Linked DNA regions of Mus musculus: regions 2 and 3 are each linked to region 1. A link is a contact called in public Micro-C and promoter capture Hi-C data. All regions are on one chromosome and are shown on one strand. Each heading gives the region's core, a stretch centred on a gene start, on an enhancer-like site or on the middle of the called end of the contact. The rest is flanking DNA. Distances are from core to core; before and after follow the strand shown. Region 1 holds the start of Crhr1 (corticotropin releasing hormone receptor 1). Region 2 holds the start of Wnt9b (wingless-type MMTV integration site family, member 9B). Region 3 holds the start of Wnt3 (wingless-type MMTV integration site family, member 3).

The links. Promoter capture Hi-C pulls out the DNA fragments that hold promoters and counts their contacts. A called contact is a pair of places that touch in the nucleus more often than the background predicts.
Region 2: a contact with region 1 is called in a promoter capture Hi-C map of embryonic stem cells. The contact joins the promoter of Wnt9b here to the promoter of Crhr1 in region 1. A contact is called at or near these places in 4 of 39 promoter capture datasets (cranial neural crest, embryonic stem cells, neural stem cells and 1 more), 2 of 484 Hi-C or Micro-C datasets (both in embryonic stem cells), 4 of 115 datasets of contacts at active chromatin or transcription factors (embryonic stem cells and stem cell-derived neural progenitor cells) and 1 of 9 other capture datasets (embryonic stem cells).
Region 3: a Micro-C map of embryonic stem cells shows a contact between it and region 1, with 2.7 times the contacts expected there. The contact joins the promoter of Wnt3 here to the promoter of Crhr1 in region 1. A contact is called at or near these places in 3 of 39 promoter capture datasets (embryonic stem cells and liver), 8 of 484 Hi-C or Micro-C datasets (all in embryonic stem cells), 8 of 115 datasets of contacts at active chromatin or transcription factors (embryonic stem cells, pancreatic cancer cells and stem cell-derived neural progenitor cells) and 1 of 9 other capture datasets (embryonic stem cells).

What each region holds. Positions count from the first base shown.
Region 1 is chr11:104,131,476-104,134,122 of GRCm38.p6, reverse strand. It overlaps Crhr1 (corticotropin releasing hormone receptor 1), which reads right to left and starts at 1,342. Exons shown (of 13, transcript NM_007762.5): 1 at 1,019-1,342. The coding sequence starts at 1,051.
Region 2 is chr11:103,748,494-103,751,140 of GRCm38.p6, reverse strand. Wnt9b (wingless-type MMTV integration site family, member 9B) reads left to right here and starts at 1,320. Exons shown (of 4, transcript NM_011719.4): 1 at 1,320-1,454. The coding sequence starts at 1,372.
Region 3 is chr11:103,772,885-103,775,531 of GRCm38.p6, reverse strand. Wnt3 (wingless-type MMTV integration site family, member 3) reads right to left here and starts at 1,357. Exons shown (of 5, transcript NM_009521.2): 1 at 1,184-1,357. The coding sequence starts at 1,263. It also overlaps a transcript of Wnt9b not described here.

The sequences.
Region 1 (2,647 bases), core at 93-2,592:
GTAAAAGCAGTCGGCTTAATAACTGACGGAAAAATCAAAGCCAGTCAATTCGCACTGCTCCTCCCAACCACTTAGATCTTTTGAACGCAATCGCCTTTCCTGGCCACAGTTAACCCGGTGCTTCGGCTTGTGGTTCAGGAGGTCCATGTCAGCCCTGAGCGGTCCGGAGACCCAGGCATGGCAATTGGGGCTGCCGGGCGGCAGCGCCAGGCCCACTCACCTTCTCCAGCACCAGGGCTGAGGTGCTGGTACCCAGTGAGCGCGCGCGCTCCGGGACGCGCCGGCGAAGTGGCGCCTGTCCTTAGGCTGCGGGCCTGGCTGCGAAGCACCTAGCTCTTCCCGGGCTCTGTCCACCCCCGCGCAGCCCCAGATCGCCCCCAACTTTAGCCAGTAGGCACTGTAAACGCCTTCTGAAGACTTTCTGAAACTCCGCTTCTCCAGCCCGGTGGCAGGAGCGAGCCCAGTGAGAGAATGCGTTGCGCTCCGGGGGGCTGTGGCACCCCGGAGGATCGGCCGGACACTGGGGTGCGCGCACCATCGCCTCTCAGAGATGCTAAGTCGATGAAGGGCCGCGACTCGCGGGCCGCATCTATCTCCGGAATCTGAAGCTTTCTACGGAGGAAAACCGGCAGGAAAGAGCGCCTGAGACCGGGACAGGGCCGGCTCGGAGGGTGTCCAGCAGGGACAGGATCCCATCCAGAGCCTTAAGGGGGATGGCGCTTCGGCCCCAAAGATTGCAGCGATTCTTCGCGCAAAGCCGGTTCTTCGAGTGGGCGGACCCCCTCCTCCTCTGGCGCCGCAGCGGTTTCACCATCACCCATTCTTTTTCCACCAGAGTTGTCCCTCTGTCTCCGAAGCCCGGCTTTAGAGGTCCAGGTAGAGGACGTCAGGTTGAACCCCAACCTCCCGGGTGGCGCCGGGTTCCCCGATCCTCTCCTCCGGCACCCCTGCCCACGCCTGTCCCGCGCTCGTTCGGCCCGGAGCGCCTCTGATTACCCGGAGGTCGGTCCTCTCTTACCTTCACGAGCCGGAGCTGCGGGCGCTGTCCCATCCTCGGGCTCGCTCTGTCAGCGTCCTGGATGCCAGGATCGCTCCGACATCCCAGAGCGAAGAGCGGGCGGCTGCGGTCTCCGTTGGGCGGCCAGTCTCCCGGGTCGCTGAGCTGCTCCCAGGCGCCCGGCTTCGCACCCTCCCGCCCCGCCCCACCGGCAGGCTCTGGCTCGCCCTGCGCGAGCAAGTCTGGTCGCCTTCTCCCCACTCAGCTGGGCCCACAGCTACCTCTCTCCTGCCTGGATCCCGCCTAGCCCGGTCGCCTCCCCCACGGTCCGCCTGCCTCTCGCCTCTGCTCCCCGCCCCCTCGCCTCGTGTCCCCTCCTCTTTCTCCCTCCGCTCCCCTCCTGTCCCTCCTCCGCTCCTCGCCCCTCCGCTGGCTGCAGGCTCCGGTCTCCTCGGTCCACTGCCCAACCCCGGCCCGGATCCCCGCACCCTGGCCGTGCTGAACCCCCTCTCCCCGCACCCCGGCTTGCGGCAGTGCGCGGGGCGCACAGGCGGCGGCGGCTGCCACCGCAGCTAGGGAAAAACCGGGGATCCGGGAGGCGGCTGCTGGAGAGCAGGCAGCCTTTCTTCTCTAGCCTCCTGTGAGGCTGGATGTCCGGACCAAAAGAGTCCGGGGGATCCCGGGGTACTTGTGGGGCTCGGGGGGCGGGATTTAGAAGGCTAGTAGGCGCTGGGGAATAGGGCGATTTCCACAAAACTCAGCCTGCGTGGAAAAAGAAGCTGAGAACTACATTTGGGTGGTTCCCGCCCTGCAGCCATCCAGGAGGTTCACCTCCGCCCCCAATTTAGTGGGGAGGGGAGGCCGGGCCCGAATCCCCCTCCCGATCCGCGCGCCTTTGGCCTAAACACACCTAGGATGTGCTGGGACACTGATGCTCTGCGGCGGGAACCCTTCCTTTTTGAATCCTTCGTTCGTTCGTTCACTCATTCATTCATTCGTTTTTGGAACTGAACGTCTGTCTTTTTGGTCCAGGCCCCAAGATAAGTGGTGACAGCGGACTGGGCACCTAGTCTGTAAGGAGGGGAAAGCAGGGCGCGCATTGCGCCGCAACGCTGTGGACGCAGCTGGGAATCCAGCCCGAAGGGCGTGGAGGGGGCCACAGCGCCCCCTCTTGGCCAAGCTCTCGGGGCTGGAGCGGGCTGTCCCGCCAGACCTCCGGGTCTTCGTCTAGGTTGGCTTTCTAATTCCACTTCCAGCCTTAAAACCAGCTCTCGCCACCTTCAGGCCAGTTAGGTGGATTGTTCTTTTGATTTCCTTCCCCCATCCCCCTTTCCTTCCCCAGCGAGAGATAGAGAAGGAGAAAAGGAGTGTCGGGGTAGAAACATCTTCACCTCTCAGGTCCGGGTCTCCATCTTGAGTACACAGAAGCACAAAGAGAGAGGCAAGGTCCTAGTGGGGGAACCAGCTTATTTTAAAATGTAGCGGAGCTTGGCGACTCTGGACACTACTTTGTGCAACTCCCCTTCCTTACATTGTGTTCTCAGCACACTGGACAAGATCCACAGCTTAGAGGCCCAGGCAATAGTCATTTTGGAGCTGGAGTTGCTGTAGGTCATGTGACAGTTTACTAGTGAGGAAACTGAGGCACAG
Region 2 (2,647 bases), core at 71-2,570, 380 kb after region 1:
TGCAGGCATAACAACCCACACCTCACTACCTCCTCTCTGACATCTCATCTACACAAAAATCTTGTCAGTTCTTTGTCATCCTCCCTGTTTCACGTCTGGAATTCGTAGTTCACGTGGTTGAATTCCAGGTCTCTGAAGCCTATGTTGGGCCTTGCAGCCTCAGTAAACAGGACCACCAGATTTGATAGGACCACAGAGCTGTGGTAGCAAAGGGTCATGTGGCTACTGAGTTGCTCCACAGTGAAACAGCTCAAAGAGGCTCACCACCATAGCCAAGTTTCCTCTGTTGCAACAGCTTGATGTCAGAACTGGCATAAATCTTCCTCGTTCCAGGCCGATATCCTCCACAAAGCCAAGGTCACTGTCACCCAATGTTCTAACTCCATGTCTAGTTTCTTTCTTTTCCTTCCTTCCTTCCTGCCTCTCTTTGACATTTTGCACCAAGATTTGACATTCATTAAAGCCAGATTGTGGCTTTTTGCTTGATTTGGCTCAGTGTTCAAGATGCCCAAAGGCGTTTGAAAGCTCATTTGGTTGTATGTCTCCTTCCTAGACTGATGTCACCCCTGCTTCGTTGTAAGAATTGGAGTCAAACTTTTTTTTTTCTTAAAGCAACAGGCAGCATTGAGGCCCAACACTAAGGAGATTCACGTTTTATATGATGGAGATCTGGCTTCTATGCATCTAGGGAGTCCGCTTCCTCCTGCTTCTGTGGCTCTGCCTCACTCCTCAGACAGTGTAAATTTTTGACCAGTAATAGTGTTGTCGTCATACGAGAGCCCTTTACACCTCCGCCGATGGCTGTCAGTTTCGTGTTTAAGAGCAGGTACCCTCTGTATGAGGTTCTATGTCTAAGAGTCCTCCTAGCCAATGGACATGAATGTCTCCCGCTGTTGGGGAAGGACTCTGCGCAGGACCTCTCTCTCAGCCTTCGGAATCCCTGAGCAAAGAAAGCTGAACTCGCTCTACAGAATAGTGACGACCACGAACTTTTGCTATACAGAGATCGCGCACCCGAGCATCTCTCCCGGGAGAGGCGGCATCTCTGAGGCAGCACCTCCTAGGTCCCCAGAACCCCAATCCTCTCCAGGGCCAGGGTCCCACACGGTCCGCCTTCTTTGCTGGAGTGGGCGCGGCTCCAGGTGAGCACTCACCTGAGAAGGGGAGGGGCCTGCTGCTGACCCCTCCCACAACAGGGCGGGCAGAGTTCGGCGGAGCCTATGGGGCGAGGGGCTCGCCGGCTGCGAGGCTCCCTCCCCGGGCCGCTCGCGCTCCGCCCTACCGGGTTTAAAGCCCCGCGGGCGGCTGGTGGCGGCGCTACGAGCGCCTAGTGGCGCGAGGAGATGCGAGAGTGCACCGGCCGCCTGCACCATGCGCCCCGCGCCCGCGCTGGCCCTGGCTGCGCTCTGCCTGCTGGTGCTGCCTGCCGCTGCCGCCGCCGCCGCCTACTTCGGGTCAGTGCCGGTCGCGTCCCCTCGCTCCGTATGCCCTGCCCCCGGCTCGGGTCCCTGCGAGGCCTCGAACTCAGCCCTTTGCTCAGGTGGACCCCGATCGCTTTGAGGGCGCATTTCCCTCCCAAATCTCCATCCCTCGCTCTCTGTGCTCAGACTTAATCTCCCTTTCTCGAGTCTACCAAGTCTAGGTCCCTTGCGCTTCCCGGTTCCTCTGCCGGGCGGCTGTCAGACTGCAGACTGGAGCTCGGCTTGCGCAGGGGATCCTGACCTGACACCCCTGATACGCCCTTGTCCGCGCAGGTCCAAGCGTCGGTCCTGGGCTCTCATGTCCTCTTCAGATCTTTCTCGGTACCCTCTATGTCCCCATCCTGGACTCCGTCCAGCTACACTTTTTGCTTGCGATTTCAGTATCCTTTGCTTTCTCCCTGCAGAGCTGGGACCCGGACACCTGGCTGGGTAGAGGGATAGGTGGGTAGGGGTGGGGAGGAAGCTGAGAGTTTTGTTGATCCAAGGTTGTGGGAGATCCTGGGACCGCGGGGCACATTAGTTAGATGCTTAAAGAACTGTACGGTGAGGAAGTGCGACCAAATTAAACCCCAGAGGATAGGGTTTATGGGAAAGAGAGGGAGAGAGGCCCATCTGGGGGTGTCCATGGTTAGAAAAATAACAATAGCTTCTGGTGTGATACCTGGAGAGTGAGTCTCAAGGGAAATAATTGAGGGAAGCAAAATGGCATTTGTCTGCAAATGTCTTCACTGACTCTGGATTGAAGATACTTGGTGAGGGTTGGGCGTGGCGGTGATGGTAGGGATCATGGATTTTAAAAATCACCTCAACCCAAAGCAGGCTCCAAATGCTTAACTTTAAACATTGCCTTTTTCTTCCAGTTACATCCCTAGTCAGGCAAGGCTCACAATCCAAGCACAGCAGAGGCTGATCTCAGGAAACCACCATAGGGTGTGAGGGTCCAGGGGCAACCTCACCGGCTTGAATAAGGGATGTAGGCTAATTTCCAGGTCATGACCTCTGGCTAAAATGTACCTGAGTTATAAGCAGCAACCTCCCCAGAAGTATATGGGGAGGGATGGTCAGTCTCAGTCCTAGTGGAGGTCCCTGCTGATGATCTGGGAGGACCATTCAGTTCCTGGGGACTCAGTATCTCCGTTTGACCCGCGCCCAGAACAGCAGACATG
Region 3 (2,647 bases), core at 108-2,607, 360 kb after region 1:
CCCAGGGGCCAGTCTCCTTCTTACTCAGAGGTCCCAAATTCCTCCTCCTCCTCACCTCCCACCCCCCCCAGGGCTCTAGCCACTGCCCAGGAGGGGAGGGTTCTTTTATTAAAGTTTTCCGGAATGCAGGGGGCTGGAGACTGAGAGGGCTGGGGTGTAATTTAGAAAACTGGTTTTAGTGTCTTCCACCGGAGGACCTACAGAGGAGGAGCAGCAATGAGGCTTGGAAAACAGGGGAGTCTCTGGAGCTGGGGCTTCCAAAAGGCGGTTTATCTTCCAGTGAATCCCTTCACACACCCATCAGCTCCAAGTACTCCGCCTGCTCGCCCAGCCTTATTTACTAAAATGCCTTTTGTATCCGTATTTCTCAGGGACAGCATTCCCCCTTCCCTCGCCCTTTCTCCTAGCTTCCCCGTCTTCCAAAAGCAACGAATTTGACATGGAGAACTAGGTTTTCGCTCAAAAAAACCCAGCAAGCCTACCCCTCCCAAACAAGTACATTTTCAAAGAGCCCCCACCTCGCTTTTCTCCGGGATGGACAAGCAAGGAACGAATACACCCGGATCAGCAATGGCATCTAGGATCAGCAAATTCTATAGTCACTTCAGAGGCTCAAAATTAATCTAGAACGGAGTGGGGAGAATCTACTGAAATACCCCCTAAGTCCCCTGCTTGGGATTCCCAAAGCCCTTAAGGTCTCAAATATGAAGGCAAACGCGAGTATTGTGGGGGAAATCTCTTGACCGAGACACCGAAGAGGTGCGGTGGCGAAAAAGGACAGGATAATTTTACCCACGGAGACCCTAAAATGGAGAAGAGGAGTGGCCGGGCCGCGGGGACAGCACAGAAATGCAAGTGTGAGCAAACGAAGGTTCTTCGGGACCCCCAAATTGGGGTGGGAGAGGGTGAAGACTAAGAACGAGAGACCTTCAGGGGTAGGGAGAGCCCTCCCGCCTCTGCGGCGGGTAGCAGGGAAAATGGTGATTATCTGAGAAGCCAGGAGTTGGATTCGGAAGGCGACACCAGCAGAAGATCCAAGAGGGGTGGACGGCTGGGGGGCTAGCGGGAAGCAAGGAGAAAAGAGCCCCAGGCCTGCTGCAGCCCAGACCCGGCCAGCGCCTCCCACCGTCCCCGGGTGCGGCCGAGAGATCGGGGCCGCAGGCAGACAAGAGGCAAGTCTTACCACCAAATTGGGTAGCCAGCGAGGACCCTGGTGCCACTGAGCAGGAGGCCGAGTAGCAGCCCGAGCAGGTGGGGCTCCATTAGAAGCAGCGCCGAGGAGGAAGTTTGCCGGCGATCATGAAGAGGGGGAGCGACGCCCCCAATAGTTGGAACAAAGTCCACTTGAGGTTGGAAATGACTTTCGGGCTTGTCAGAGGCGCACCTCCACCCGCAGCCGCCCCCCTCCGGAGCCCAGCGCCGAGCAGCCGGGTTTGAGGATGTCAGCGAGCAGCCAATCAGCGCCCGCGGCCTAAGGTAAGAGATGAGTCTGTAGTTCAGCCTGTCAATCACGGGCCCCTCCCGCCCGGCCCACAACTCCGGCTCTGGGAAGGGCATCTCCCGGCAAACTTGGGCAAAGCCTGCGCCCCGGGCGCACGGAGGCCTCGGGAGGACCCGGCACGCTGGATTCTCTGCTGGCCTGGGACACCCCCTTCCCAGTCCACGCGAGCCAGGTTTAGGGAGCTGGAGCTTTGACCCGGCGTTCACGTGGTGAAGGGGTCGGCTTGGGCATTGATGGGTGGCTCCCTTTTCTGTGATCCCTTGGCACTTGGGCCCGTAAGGAATCGAGACTAGAAAGCAAAGGGGTTGTTTCCAGATCGCGCGACTGGGATCAGGGGCTAGGAAAATGCAACCCCTCCCAGTCTCCAGCCTTTTCGGGCTCGCGAGCTGGCGGCCCCTGCCACCCGGCCGCAGGTCGCTTCCAGGGTGTCCGAGGGGCGCGCGGGAGAGTCCGCTGAGGCTCTGAAGGTCTGCCAGCCGGCGGCGCCGGGGGACAGAGCTAGTGTCATTTGAGTCTTTTGTCAAGAGTCAGATTGGTATCGCGACCTCCTGCAGCCTTTGCATTTCCTGCAACTGACACCAGCCGCCGTTTGCATTTCCTGCGGGAGGATTCGGTCACTTTCTCCTCCTGCAGGCGTGCTGGCCGGACCTCAGCAGTACCTGCAGTTTCTTGGATCTTAGGATGGAAGCATTTGGGACTAGTGAAACACGGTATAGCTCTGTCTATTAGTGGTTGGGGGCGAGGGCTCTTCAGGAACATCTACCTCCCCTATGTCCAGGTCTCTGACCTATATTCCCGACCCTTCTACGGATGAGAAACTAAAACCTGGCGATTGGTGTTTAAGCGTTGTCCCGTGCAGACACCAGATTCACCCTACGACCTACTGAAGCTCTTATACAAGGGGAACTGTTCAGGCCTCCAAGGGGCACTCTTCTTACCAGTTCTCCACAGTTTGGGAGTTAAGTCTGAGCCCAATCATACCTAGATTGTTAGGATTCAGTCCCCTTACCTAGGTACCTCAGCCTCTCTACCCGGACACAGAAGACATTCAGCCCTTGAAATGCTCCTGGCTTGGGACCTAGAAAGCAAGCCAAAGGAGAAGCCATGGTGGGACTTAACTGTGTAGACGGTGAAGAGAGGGAGCCC